2 separate regions of the Rattus norvegicus genome follow, and region 2 is linked to region 1. Evidence: chromatin contacts called from public Hi-C data. All regions are on one chromosome and are shown on one strand. The core of a region is the stretch at or near the end of the contact, and the rest is flanking DNA. Distances in the headings are between cores, read along the strand shown. Region 1 holds the start of Fhl3 (four and a half LIM domains 3). Region 2 holds the start of C5h1orf122 (similar to human chromosome 1 open reading frame 122).

Region 1 (7,240 bases), core at 597-3,096:
CAATCCCCAGAACAGTGTCTGGCCAGTCATAAGTCTGTAGCCTTATGTAAGTAAACGGTAGTCACTTGTATTTTTACTACAAGCCCCTCAACTCCTACTGGGGTCAGACGGTGGGTCTCAGGCAGGCCTGAAGCGGGAATTGGCCTGGGATGTGACCTCAGGAGTCTCAGGGAACCACTGAGACCAGTCAGCAGGACACAGGAGGAGGGGGAACTTTAAAGACCTTACAGGTGGGTAGTTCCCGGGGGCACACACTTTGCTCGATGTCTTGTTATTTACACAATACATACCCCACGGTCACTACAAGCCGCACACCAAAAGGCAGGACAGAGTGTATAGCTCGTTTAGAGCTCAGCACAAGACACTAGGGGCAGGCTAGGGGCATGACCGAGACTGTTCAGCAATTGGAGCACAAGTGACCTATCCCTTAGTGGAGAGCTCTGCCTGGAAATGCTATGATAGTGGTGGAAGGGGCAGTCATGGGGGGAGGGGAGGACGGGGCTGGCTCTCCTCCCCAGCTGTCAACCTGCCATTGGAAGACACCCAGAAGTCTTTCCAATCACCCATGCCAACTGCTCAACCCTTTGGTATACCCCCCTTCCCCGCCTCCCGCTCCCCCACATATCCCAAGTCCACGAGGACCCTGGCCAGACCCCACAGCTGTGACTCAGACTTAGAGAAGACCCCTCCCCCTTGACAAGAGACTTAGGGGAGAAATTAGAGCCCCCTCTAACCCTCCCTCTCCCTGTCCCCCAACCAGGCACCAATCCCAAACTCTCCACCGCCCCTCTTGCCCACAGGGCCTGGAAGTCAAGCAGTTTAGGGAGAAGGGGATAAGGGAGCGGATCCAGCAGCTGCTCTGAGGACAGGAGAGGAACATTTCATTCACCCCAGAGTCCCCTAGGGCTGAGGCAGAGCGTCCAAGATTTGAGTTTAAAAATAAGTTGGCGCTGTCTTAGAGGCTGTACGGGGCTCTCTTTCTTCAGCTCAGCGTTACAGCCTCAGGTCCTCTGCCTCCTGGGGGATGGGCTGGCTAAGACTCAATTTCCCCCTAGCTTTGCCTCCACCCTTTCAGGCCTGGGGCAGCTGTCAGTGAATACACTAGGTGTCTCTCCTCAGTGAACTCTAGCCTCCACTCCATACCTCTCGGTACCCTTGGGCTGCTGTCTTTGTGTTGGGGTGAAGGTGTTCCTGTATCTCTGAAACTGTGTCCTAGTGGGGCCTCCACTCTGAGGATCTCTGTCCCTGTGCATCCAAGTCTTGGTCTCTCAGCGTCTCAGTGTCTCTCACCTGAGAGTCTCTTTAGGCCTCAGGGAGGCAGATTTAGCCATAGTCTAACAAGCTCCAGCCTCGGGGCCTTCCAAGGCCCTGGGAAGGGCGCTAGCAATGAGTTCCCTGGGGTCATACATTTTGCTTCTTAAATTGCTCCACAGAACCCGGGTCCCCGGCAGCGCCTCGAGAAGTTTATCCGGCCATTCTCAGCCACCATTGGTGTGGTCCGGGTAGCCTCCTGGGGCGCGCGCCCTTCCCTGTTCTACCAGACTCCTTAAAAGCCTCAGTTTCTCCAACCCCGCTACCTCTAAAGCTTTTCTAGTTCAAACTTGGTCCCAATCCCCTGCAACTCGGGCGGTCCCTGCCCGACCGGGAGGCGCGGAGCGGTGGGGTCCGTGCAGGCGCGCGGGATCCCGTGTTCGAGATGCCCCAGCAGAGGACAGGGGTGGGGGCCCGGGCGCCAACCCTGGTCCGAACGCAGCGCGGAAACAGGGGCTGGAAGCTGGGTGGGTGGGGGGACTCTCACCTCGAAGCGGGCGCGGGAGCTTGGGCGCGAGCGGCGTGGGTGGGGCGGGAGCCGATCTCCCGGCGGCTCCTACCTGCGGGCCGGGCCGAGGGGGCCGAGAGAGCCGCGGCGAGGTAGCCTGCTGCGACAGACTGTGTGGGCGAGTGGGCGCGCGGCCCTAAGCCTCCGAGGAAGTGAGCCGGCCCGCCCCGCCCGGACCCCGCCCCCGGGCCCCCAACCCGCCCGCGGGGGCAAGACCCCGCCCCCTCCTGCCTGCCGCGAGCCCAGCCCAGGCGAATCTGGCGCTCTGACCTTCTCGACCACTCCTTGCTCGCCCCCTGCAGCCTGACCCGCCCTCTACGCCCCTTCGACCCCGGGGGATTTCTGGAAGCGATCCCAGGCCAGGGATACGGGGCTTCCAGGACTTAGCTAGAGTCCATCTGGGGACCAGACCCCCTCCTCTTTTCCCTCTAGCTCATCCCCAGATGTTACACTAAACCTTAGCTTGGGAAGAGGCCTTAATCCAGCCTGCTGGAGGCGTGGTTTTGATTCTGACTTACCAGTGGAGATCAAGGGTTTGTGTTTGTTTTTTTTTTTTGTTTTTTTTTGTTTTTTCTAAAAACTTGGGTTAAAGAGAGAGAGCCTCTATCCTCCTCAATTTCAAAGGATTTTTATTCTATAAGCGAGTGGCGAAAGCCCAGGCAACAGCCTCCCCATCTTCAGCTGTGTCCTGGCACTGAGGTTTCAATAGTGCCCAGGAATAATTTTGACCTTTCAGGCTCAGGGAGACCCTAATCCTAGGTCCCATTGGCTTTGGGTTTCTTGAGAGGGTGTGTGAACAATGTGAGGGGTTGGGTTGGTGTAGGCAGGGGTGGTTAAGAAGAGAGGGAACTTGTGTAGTTTCTGACCCTCCAGCTTCTACCCTGGTTCGGGAAGGGAGGACTGGCGCCTGCCAGGGACATGAGGCCCATCCAGGTCCTTGAGGCCAACCCCCCTGGGATCCTCAGGCTTGTCACTAGAAATAAATAGCCTTGATCTGGAGGGCGGGGGTGGGGTGGGGGAAGCTCTGTTGTGCTGTTTGCAAAACAAGAGACAACAAACTAACCCTGGTAATAACCTTTGCATCTCCGTGATGATTCAGATGCCCAGAGAGGCTTCCCTGATCCAAGGCTGCATCCAGCCAAGGTAGTTTGTGGGGATTAAGAGCCTTCAAGGCTGGTGAGGATCGTTCCATAACATGGGTCTGGTTCCTAGGTCCTAAAACAATTACCAGACCAGGTTTCCTTTTAAAGTTAAAGAATTGCTTCAATGTTGTTGATTTTTTTTTTTCCCAGAGCTGGGGACCGAACCCAGGGCCTTGTGCTTGCTAGGCAAACGCTCTACCACTGAGCTAAATCCCCAACCACAATGCTGTTGATTCTTGTTTGTTTTTTGTTTTTGGAGCTGGGGACCGAACCCAGGGCCTTGCGCTTCCTAGGCAAGCGCTCTACCACTGAGCTAAATCCCCAACCCCAATGCTGTTGATTCTTAAATTGCAAATGCCACGAGAGCAGAGGTTGGGTCGGGGTTTTTTTGTTTTGTTTTTGTTTCTGTTGTTGTTCACTACGGCATTCCCAGTATCTACTCCAGTGTTCGACCTGCAGTAAATGAGGAAAGAATGTCACACACTGCTTTCATTTAGACCCCCCTGCTACTCCCTGCCAGGCACCTGCTATCAGGAGTCTAGCCAGTGAATAGAGAGTCTAAGGGTGGGCCCTTCCTCTGGGATTTGTCTCTCAGGTCTAGGGAACTCTAAATGTACAGGAATGCAGGAAACACCATCATTCCTGGTTGGAGCAGACAGCAGGGGTCTGTCTGTCTGTCCTGACATGAAGTGAGGACAATGGTGGGAAAGTGTGCTGGCTAGTTTTATGTCAACTTGACACAAGCTAGAGTCTTCGAGAGGAGGAAACCTCAACTGAGAAAAGGCTTCCATAAGATCAGGCTGTATGAAAGCCTGTAGGGCATTTTTCTTTTTCTTTTTCTTTTTTTTTTTTTCTCTTTCTTTTTTCTTTTTTTTTCGGAGCTGCCCAGGGCCTTGCGCTTGCTAGGCAAGCCCTCTACCACTGAGCTAAATCCCCAACCCCAGGCATTTTTCTAATTAGGGATTGATGGGGGAACACCCAGTCCAGTGCCATTTCAGGTGGTGCCATCCCTGGGCTGGTGGTCCTGGATTCCGTAAGAAAGCAGGCTGAGCAAGCCAGTAAGCAGCACCCCTCCACGGCCTCTGCATCAGCTCCTGCCTCCAGGTTCCTGCCCTGTTTGAGTTCCTGTCCTCACGTCCTTCAGGGATGCACTGTGATGTTGAAGTATAAGTCAAATAAACCGTTTCCCCCCCCAACTTGCCTTTTGGTCACAGTGTTTCCTCATGGCAGTAGAAACCCTAACTAGGACTGAGCCCTGAGGTATGAGTGAGCAGTAAAGGTACTTCATTCTCTGATCTTTCATCTTGTTTTTATGGCTTGAAGTGCTACTGAAGGGTGTTACCAAGATCCCAGACTCTGTGAACTCTCAGTGCGCACCACTCCCTAAGCACTTTACATACATGAACTCATGTAATTATCCAATAAACATATATATGTACATATATGTGGGTGGTTTGTGTGTGTATGTGTGTGTGTGTGTGTTCACATGTGTGTGCTAGTGCTAGTGTACCTGTGTTCTTGTGTCGGAGGTCAGAGGACAATTCTCTGGAGTCAGTTCTCTTTAAAAATAGAATTAGGGGGGCGAGACAGATAGTTCGTTGCATGAGCCTGCTTGCTGTTAGTTTTCTAACGCCATAACCAAAAGCAAGCTAGAGAGTCAACGGTTTATTTCAGCTTACAATTCCACATAGCAGCAGCATCAAGGGAAGTCAGGGCAGGAACTCCAGCAGGACAGGAACCTGGAGGTAAAAACCATGCCAGAGCCAGGGCTGGAGAGATGGCTCAGTGGTTAAGAGCACTGGTTGCTCTTCCAGAGGTCCTGAGTTCAAATCCCAGCAACCACATGGTGGCTCAGAACCATCTGTAATGGGATCTGATGCCCTTTTTTGGTGTGTCTGAAGACAGCTGCATATATATAATAAATAAATCTTTATAAAAAAAAACTGTAGCAGAACATGCTACTCACTGGTGTTTCTCATGAGTTGCTCAGCCTGTCGTCGTCGTCATTGTTGTCGTCGGCACACTAGCACCCAAGACCACCAGCCCAGGAGTCACAGCAAGCAACCGACCATCAAACAAGCCTACCACAAGCCTACCATAGGCTTCCCTACAGGCCAACGTGGTGGGGGTCATTTTCTTAATTGAGTTTCCCTCTTCCACAGTTACTCTAGTTTGTGTCAGGCTGACACAATAGCCAGTGAACTGCTCCTCCAGAAGACCTGAGCTCGGCTCCCACCCACAACAGCCTGTTAACCCCAGCTTCAAGGAATCTGATGCCCTCTTCTGACCTCCTCAGACAGGAGCACGGGTGACATTCACTCACACAAAGACAAACATATACACAGAAATAAAAAATACATAATAAATTCTAAAACAGTGGTGTGTGTGTGTGTGTGTGTGTGTGTGTGTGTGTGTGCGCGCGCGTATACACGTATAGGAAGTCAGCGGCTACTTGTGGGAATGAGTTCTTTCTTCTTACCATGTAGGTCCTGGGGATAGTCAGGCTTGGTGGCAAGTGCTTTTGCCCAGTGAAGCATCTTGCTGGCCCTGGAGTCAGTTAGAGTCTGCCAGCATGAGTTTAAGTCAGGAACTAAGGCCAGCAGGCTCTCACAGCAAGTGCTTTTACCCACTGAGCTGCCTCACCAGCCCTAAATATACATTTCTAATCTTCTTCTCAAAGGTGAGAAAAATGGGACTTGATTCAGCAACACAGATACTAAAATTGGAACGATACAGAGATTAGCATGGTCCCTGTGCAAGGATGACTTGCAAATTCATAAAATATTCCATATTTTAAAAATAATTTTTATGATTTATTTTTATTTTATGTACATTGGAGTTCTGCCTGCATATATGTCTGTGTGAGGTGGGTCAGAGCCTCTAGAAATGGAGTTACAGACAGTTGTGAGCAGCCACAAGGGTGCTGGGAATTGAACCACAGTCCTTTGGAAGAACAGCCAGTACTCTTTTTTTTTCTCTCTCTCCTTCTTTATTAAATTGGGTGTTTTTTATTTACATTTCAATTGCTATTACCTTTCCCAGTTTCCAGGCAAACATCCCCCTGGCCCCTCCCCTTCCCCTTCTTTATAGGTGCTTCCCTCCCCATCCTTCCCCCATTACCACCCTCCCCCCAACAATCCCATTCACTGGGGGTTCAGTCTTGGCAGGACCAAGGGCTTCCCCTTCCACTGGTGCCCTTACTAGGCTATTCATTGCTACCTATGAGGTTGGAGCCCAGGGTCAGTCCTTGTATAGTCTTTGGGTAGTGGCAGCTAGTACTCTTAACTGCTGAGCCATCTTTCTAGTCCCTTTAAATAAAATTTTATTGTATAATTATTTGTTCTATTATGGTCACCTAACCTGCAACAACATCAAACAAACATGGGAAAATGGAGGCTGGACTTGTGGTGGCCTACACCTTTAATCCTAGCACTCAAGAGGCCTAGATAGGCAAGATCTCTGTGAGCTGGAGGCCAGTCTGGACAGCCAGCCAGAGCTACATTGTGAGCCCCTGTAAAGAAAGAGGGAATATGGAGAGGGAGAGGGATGGAGAAGGGGAATGCAAATACAGTGAGTAGCTGCCAAGAATGTCAAAGTCAGGATTGAAACTCAGACTGTCAAATGCCAATGCTTCCATGTCAAAAGTGATCATACCCATCACCTGGGTAGTCAGTGAACCTCTGGAAGGCAGTCTCTCCCTCAAGGATACCATAGTTGAGGACTGGATAAGACCAGGCACTAAGTCTTCAGTAAGTGGGAACCCTCCCTCCTTCCCTTTCATGGTCAAGTGCTAAGGTTCTGCTGTTAGGACTTAGAGTCTAAAGGTCAGAGAAAGTTAGGAGATCTGTGGCCTTGGCCAGCCTGGGGGAGGGAGACCCAGGCCGTGGGGGCTGTGACCTTTCTCCTTTCCATTTCCAGTGGACTCACATTTCCCTGCTCACTCTCTTTCCATTGGCCCAGAAAGATGTGCCCCAGGGAGTTCAGGGATCAGCCTCATGGACTCTCTGTCCCTGTTCCCCATCTGTCTTCTCCCCCCTTCTTGAGAAACAGGTGTGCCTGAGCCAGAGCTGGAAACAGAGTGCTTGGAGACGGGCTTCAGTTAAAGTGTGTGGTGTGTGTGTGTGTGTGTGTGTGTGTGTGTGTGTGTGTTCCTTCCCACTCAGGAGATCTCTATGCACACTTCCCTACCTCAAACTCAAGAAGCCCCATCTTGTCTTCTTACTTTGCAAGAGTTTTCGAAAGAATGTTCTGGCTTTCTTCTGCCAAGCTGCTCATGGCT
Region 2 (6,823 bases), core at 1,418-3,917, 160 kb before region 1:
GCCTGAGGAGCCTCATTTTGAGTTTCAGGCAGCCTGGGATACACAGTGGTCCCTGTCTCAAACAGAAACATGTCCCCTCCAAAAAGAAAGAGGCCAGAGAGAACTGGCAACAAGTTGGGACTGGGACTGTCATTTAATGGCCATGTGACAGAACAGAACTAATATTTCAAAGTCCCAAATTCTTCTCAGCACTGTTGTCAAGTCTCTGACAATTACTTCCCTCACAAAGCTGTCTTTATTTCCTGTAATCTGTTGTTTTTCTTTGAGATAGGGTCTCTCTATGAAGACCAGAAATTCATTCTGTAAATTAGGCAGGCCGGGAACTCAGCTGATCGCTGAGTCTTCTGAGTGCTGGGGTTAAAGATGTTCACCATCGGGCTGGAGAGATGGCTCAGTGGTTAAGAGCACTGACTGCTCTTCCAGAGGTCATGAGTTCAATTCCCGGCAACCACATGGTGGCTCACAACCATCTGTAAAGAGATCTGGTGCCCTCTTCTGGTGTATCTGAAGACAGCTACAGTGTACTTATATATAATAAATGAATAAACCTAAAAAATAATTAAAAAAAAAAAAAAAAAAGATGTTCACCATCACCCCAGCATCTTTTCTATTATTATAGATTCAAAGATACATCTGCTCTCCCTTGGCACCTGCTCCCCCGTGGCCCATCAAGAGAAAACAATTCCAACACTTTCTAAGAGATAAATAAAGCTTCTAGGGGTAGGAGAGATGGTTCAGCAGTTAAGAGCACTGACTGCTTTTGTAGAGGACCAAGGTTCAATTCCCATTACCTACACAGCAGCTCGTAACTGTCAGCACCTCCATATTCCAGAGATCTGACGCCACCACCCAGACATACATGCAAGCAAAACACCAATGTACATAAAATAAAAACAACTCATTAAAAAATAAGTCTCCTGGGGTTGGGGATTTAGCTCAGCGGTAGAGCACTTGCTTAGCAAGCACAAGGCCCTGGGTTTGGTCCCCAGCTCCGGAAAGAAAAGAAAAAAAAAAAAAAAAAAAATAAGTCTCCCTAAATAACTCAGGCTGACCTTGAGATTTTCTTACCTTGGCCTCTTTGTTCTGGCATTACAAGTGCACCACCTGCCCCCTTTCAAGATTCTTTCCTTTGGATACCCTCCCCTAACCAACACCAAATGGGTAACCTTTTCACCTACGCACCATAGGCCCCAATTTCTGCCAGGCAATCCCATTACAGTGTCAGCCATGTTGGTTTTGAGGAAACAGCAGTCGATTCTCACCTCAACACTCAGAGAACTGGCCTGGGAGCTGAGGTTGGCACTCGTGAGTGCAAGTGGTCCCCCAAACATTTGGGCCAAGTCCAGCATAAAGGCATGGTCAGGAATTCGGATGCCAACGAGCTGTGAAGCAAAAGGAAGAGAGAATATGAGAAAGGCATTAAGGGCTTGAAGGAGTCTGATTTAGATGCAGAAAAAGCTAAAATCTGACTCACAGGAGTAAAGGGGTTGAGGTCTTTGTTGAGCTCCTCTGAGCGTTCCATCACCAGGGTCACAGGTCCTGGGAACAGGTCTTCCAGGAGCTCCCTAGGTACTCTCACCTGACAGTACCTGCAGGCAAAGGAGCACAAATCCACGCCAAATCACCCTGATGAACCTTTCCTGGACTTAGGGCGGATGCCAGAGAGGTCCTCTGCGTGTATAACGAACGATATCTACCTAACTCTCTACTTCCTTTTCCTCGGGGCTCTGACATTAAGACAGACTCCACAGAGTATCCCGGGCTTTTAGTCTTCACCCTTGTTTTGGGGACAAAACCACAGCGCCGTGACACGTGAATACAACTCCAAATTGTCTTATCTTCTGGAAGACATTACCCCGAAACCAGCCTCCCCTCTGCACATCACAAGAGCACCAAGTGAGGAGTGCCACGCTCGCCTAACTCAGCGTTTCGACCCACTGTCTACAGAGGATCCTGGCAAGCGTTAAGCGTTCCCAACAAATTTCCAGTTCCGGATTCCTCGGTGAGCCAGGACAAGCCCCTCCCGCGCTCGGCGCCTCAGTCTCCCAAGGCTGTCACCGGAAACCCCTCCCGCGGTGCCGCCCCCAACGGGGCCGGGTCGGGGCAGCCTTACCTGTAGACGTCGGCCACGCGGCCCAGGCACACGGCCAGCGGCTTGGCCTCACTGCGGCCCTTGAGGCGATACACACAGCTCAGAGCCGCCGAGCAGCTCGCCGAACAGGCCAGACCGTACAGCGTGTCAGTTGGGACCGCCACCACGGCGCCAGCGCGCAGCTCGGCCACGGCGGCCCGCAGCGCCTCGGTCCAACCGGAGCGCTCGGGGCTTGCGGCCTCCACGGCCTCGCTCTCCGGAAGCCGCAGCAGCCGGGCCCCTGGAAGCGCCGGAGCGGGCGCGGGAGGGCGTAGAAGGCGGCAGCCGCGGCTAGAGCCCGCTGGCCCATCGCTCAGCCCCATGCCGGCCGCCACAGCGGCCCTCAGCCCCGCACACGGACGCGCAGTAGACATCCGTCCAGACTCGCTTCCGGGAGGAAGTGACGCACGAACTCAACTTCCGGCCGGCGAGCCTCGGCCCCGCCTCCGCGCCGGGCAGCTTAAAGGGACCGCGACCCCCATGCGACTAGAAGAACGGTGGGGACGGGGCGGGGCTCGGCTTAGCGGAATCATCGCGCGGCGCGGGGGCCGGGGCGGACTGCAAAGGGGTGGTGGGCGGGTGGCACGGGCGGCGATGGAGTGGGGCCCCGGCGCAGGCTGGTCACGGGGGTGAGAGCGGGCCCGCGGGGCGGTGGGTTGGGGCCGCGACCTCGCGCCTCCCAGCGCCGGCCCTGACGCGGTCTCTCTCCCGGGCAGGGAGGCTGCCGGCGTGGACCGTGGGAAGGCGGGGCTGGGGCTCGGCGGGAGGCCACCCCCGCAGCCGCCCCGAGATGAACGCGCCCAGCAGCTGCTGGACGCCGTGGAACAGCGGCAGCGGCAGCTCCTGGACACCATCGCCGCCTGCGAGGAGATGCTGCGGCAGCTGGGCCGGCGGCGCCCGGAACCGGCTGGTGGCGGGGTCAGTGCCCACTCTGGGCTGGGCCTGGGGAGGTGGGGTCTTCCCACTGACTGCACTGGCCACGCTCGCGCCCCCGCCCCAAAGGAGGCAGGTGGAAGAGCATCCCCACGGCTTTACACTTAATTTCCTTTGATCTGAGTGAGGTTTTGAAAAAGTATGGTACTGTCGAAATGCCAAGTGGCCATATTCTTGCGGGGCCTAACTTAAGGCCTTTCCTCCGGGCTCATTTTCCCCCCTTTCTGTTCCACCTAGAACGGTTCAGCCAAGTCCGGAGCGTCGCCCCAGCCATCTGTATCCACCAGAGGTGGCCTTCCAAAGGATGCTGGCGATGGAGCTGCAGAGTCTTGATCATTCCCTATACGGGCACCCTGACTTCTGTCCCTTTCCAGGGCCGATGGCTGGACTCTGACCAACTCCCTTCACCAAAAGGGGCCAGTCTTCACTGGCAGTTGCTGGTACTTGGCCCTCAGCCTGGGATGGCAACTCTACTAACAGCTGGGTTCATTCCCACGTCGTCCTGGCTGAAGGCAGTACTGTGCTTTGAAATGTAGCCAATGAACATCCAGTGTTGAATATTCGGATTCGAGAAGGCCAGCAGTGCTGGCCGGAGTGGTGTGGTCTGCTTTGGGGGTTCCAGGTGGTATTATATGTTCATTTCATGCTTGGGGGGCGCCCAGCCCCACAAAACACTTCAGCAGAGTCTTGATTAAAAGGAAACATGCAGACCCTTAGTGACTGACCTTTCCTTTCTGTCCCTCCAAGACTTGATGGCTGGTAGTGGGAAGAGAATCTCAACCAGGGACAGGGATGGGAAGTAATGCCACAGGTACTACCAGATTTAAATAAGCATTTAATTAAGATTTCATTAGTATTTAATATTGCTTTTTTCAATTCCAAAAAGTTAAATTTTCACTTCATAGCAGATATCTTAAAGTACAACATTAAGTTTATACAAAATGAGCAATTAAGCAAACACCATTATTTCACATTCTTCAAAAATACAAATTCGTATTCTTTTTGGGGGTTGGAGGTTTCTTCCTTTGGAAGTACTGAACCTGTAACGTTTTCATATCGCTCAGTGGAAGTCTGTTGTTCCCATGGTTTACATTTAAAATAAATTTGATACTTTTACATAATTCAAATAAAACTATTTGGGACTTAAAAACTTGTCACCAAGACCACTGGCCAATCATTAGTTTGTGTTAGAAAAGGGAAGAGTTTGTGGCCTTTTCTGGCTAGATTTGAGCCAGACAAACAGAAAAGCCTGTTTTCCAGCCACCATCCCCAAAGTGGGACAAGGGGGAGTTCTCAGGAGAAGGGCAACCTCAGTGACATTTTCTCCAAAGCACAAAAGATGCAGACTGTCGACTCAAAAACAGCCCTTGGGAAGCCTGAGAACACCCGAGGCAAGGGGAGGCAAGCCTCTGACTTGGCACCTCAAGGGCCATGAGGATATTGCAATAAACACCCTAGATTTTGATGGAAAAAAGTTTTATGAAAACATTTCCTGTAAAAAGAAAAAGTAGAAATTGCATTGAATTGAGAAAGTGACATGACATCACCTATTTTTGTCCCAGTAGGCCACCACCCAAGGAGCAGTGTATGATTTTTAAATGCCAGTTCTAGAAAAAGTTTGTACTATAATATATCTTGACAGATCCAATTTAACTTGCGCTTTCAATGTGGACTGAGAAGCCCCTGTGCCACCTGGAGAACTGAGAAATGCCAGGCTGATGACCAACCTCCCCAAGAGCAGGGGCATAAGAAACAAGACCCCTTTTTCTTACCCCAAGACTATGTAAGAAACAGACCAAACAGACAGACCAATCAGAAATATGTGGTATCATCTAGTTTTGTGGCTCATCCCCTTCTACCTCAGAGATGGACAATTTCCCACCCATGTCACAGCAAAACCACTTGCAAACTTCATCTGTGAAACTCTCGCTTTGGCTGAAGTATATTTAAAATGCCTCTACAGCCGGGATTCAAGACTAAATGGGAGCTGGTGAGGGAGATTATTAAAGGCTTAGGAAGTGGATTTGATGAAGCATGGAAGTCGTTCTGCACCAACACCGGTGGTGCAGAGAGTAGTACAGAAATGGCTTGTGCTGCCTGCCCCTTCCAACATATTTCTGATTGGGGGTGTGAAAAAGCCGTAAATGTGCAACAGTAGCGCAGGTCCACAAATCAAGTCGCAGTGACGCTGGAGAAGCCTTTCCCTTCAATGGATGGGATTACAGATATGAAAGTCAAAGGTGCCAGGATTCTACCTAGGAACAACCGACCCTTCCTTTCAGGAATTGTTTCTGTCCTGGGGGGAGAGGGGAAAGAGAGCAGGGGGACCAAGAAGCCGTGAAAAGGAGCTTCAACAACGGTCTGAAGAAACAGCTGCAGCAGTTCCTCCGAGGGTCTGAGGGGGGCGCCCCGGACACACGGGAAAGGCTTGCATAGATTGAGCAGCTGCTGAGATGCTAAGAGCGGTTTCCAATGGACAGCTTCAACACAGAGCTGAAGGAGCAGAAAACCAGGCCAGGCCAGGGCAGGCCAGGGCCATGTGGGATAACGACTGTCAAGCTACGCATATATTGCACCCAAGTAAGTGCTCTTTTTACACCTCAACTTAACTTTTATTCTGAGCAAAAAATAAAACTTTGTGGAAAGTATATATGTATATATATACATACACAATAGAAATTGCACCAATTGGGTTAAAGATAAAGTAACCTAAAGTGCTTTTTATTTTATTATTTCTTTAAAATATCAATATGAGGTTCTGGACACATTCAGCATCATACAAAGCCTCAGGAAAACCTCAGGCACTTCCATTACCCCGTCAGCCTACTGCCTTAACCCGGAACACCACCTTTTCCCATTTATTGACTCTGAAAGGGAAGAGAAGCCCTGCTACATTCTACCTAGAGGGCTCTCCACATCTCAAGGCCTCTCCTAAACTAGAGTAAGTCAATAAATGACAGCACTCCTGTGGCCAAACTAGTGCTGCCCCATGAGATTGGTCAGACCCCGTCAGGGAGCCTGAGCTATCTTCCCTCGGCCTTACCTTCCTGCCTGGGAAGGGCCACATTTATAAGGCAGTTTGGTGGGACCAAGATTACCTGACCACCTCCTAGGTCCACAGCCCCACTGCTGACCAGTGGTCACCCCAGTAGGCTCTGCAGGGGGACAGTGGTGATGGCTGCTGTGGAAGGAAAGGCTTAAAGTGACCTGCTTGAACTCACTCTTCTTGGCCTTACCTAACCTATGGTCATTCCCTGGAGAAAACACTCTTTCCATGAAGGGTCTTTCTGGCTCTTGTTTAGCTGGGAGACTCCGTCTTCTCCAAGGTCCTTGGCATTAGGGGTAGGGCTTGTGGAAGGATGGGGGAGGACTGCTGGTAACGATGGCAGAAGTGTCTGCCATGGGTCACACAGCAGCTCTGCACAACCACTGACTGCAAGCAAAGCCCTCACTTCCCAAAAGCTCTTTGGATCTGAGAGTCTCATGTGTTCTAAAATCACTGAACTCCTTCACCTAGCAACACTTTGGTCTCAACACTGCTCAAATGTTTCTTCACTACCCCAACTGTGGAGGGTGAAAAGCCAATGACCCAGGAATGGACATTAGGAGCACAGCCCTAGCTAACCAAGAAGCCATATTTAAACCATTAAAGCCTTCCACACATCCTCCCTAGGCTCCTGTTTCCTATGTCAGCAGCTCCCAGCCATCACAGGCAGAGTAAGCGGGAGGGCCATCACTGCCTCTTGGTACAAGCTCACT

What was found. A called contact is a pair of places that touch in the nucleus more often than the background predicts.
Region 2: a contact with region 1 is called in a Hi-C map of liver, with 4 times the contacts expected there. The contact joins the promoter of C5h1orf122 here to the promoter of Fhl3 in region 1. A contact is called at or near these places in 2 of 12 Hi-C or Micro-C datasets (liver and mammary epithelial cells).

What each region holds. Positions count from the first base shown.
Region 1 is chr5:142,233,396-142,240,635 of GRCr8, reverse strand. It overlaps Fhl3 (four and a half LIM domains 3), which reads right to left and starts at 1,846. Exons shown (of 6, transcript NM_001107979.1): 1 at 1,799-1,846. It also overlaps the pseudogene LOC120103210.
Region 2 is chr5:142,390,648-142,397,470 of GRCr8, reverse strand. It overlaps C5h1orf122 (similar to human chromosome 1 open reading frame 122), which reads left to right and starts at 2,667. Exons shown (of 3, transcript NM_001108678.1): 1 at 2,667-2,760; 2 at 2,848-3,049; 3 at 3,302-3,704. The coding sequence starts at 2,726. The coding sequence ends at 3,397. It overlaps Yrdc (yrdC N(6)-threonylcarbamoyltransferase domain containing), which reads right to left and starts at 2,518. Exons shown (of 5, transcript NM_175604.2): 1 at 2,114-2,518; 2 at 1,475-1,589; 3 at 1,263-1,382. The coding sequence starts at 2,505. It overlaps Mtf1 (metal-regulatory transcription factor 1), which reads right to left. Exons shown (of 11, transcript NM_001108677.1): 11 at 5,661-6,823.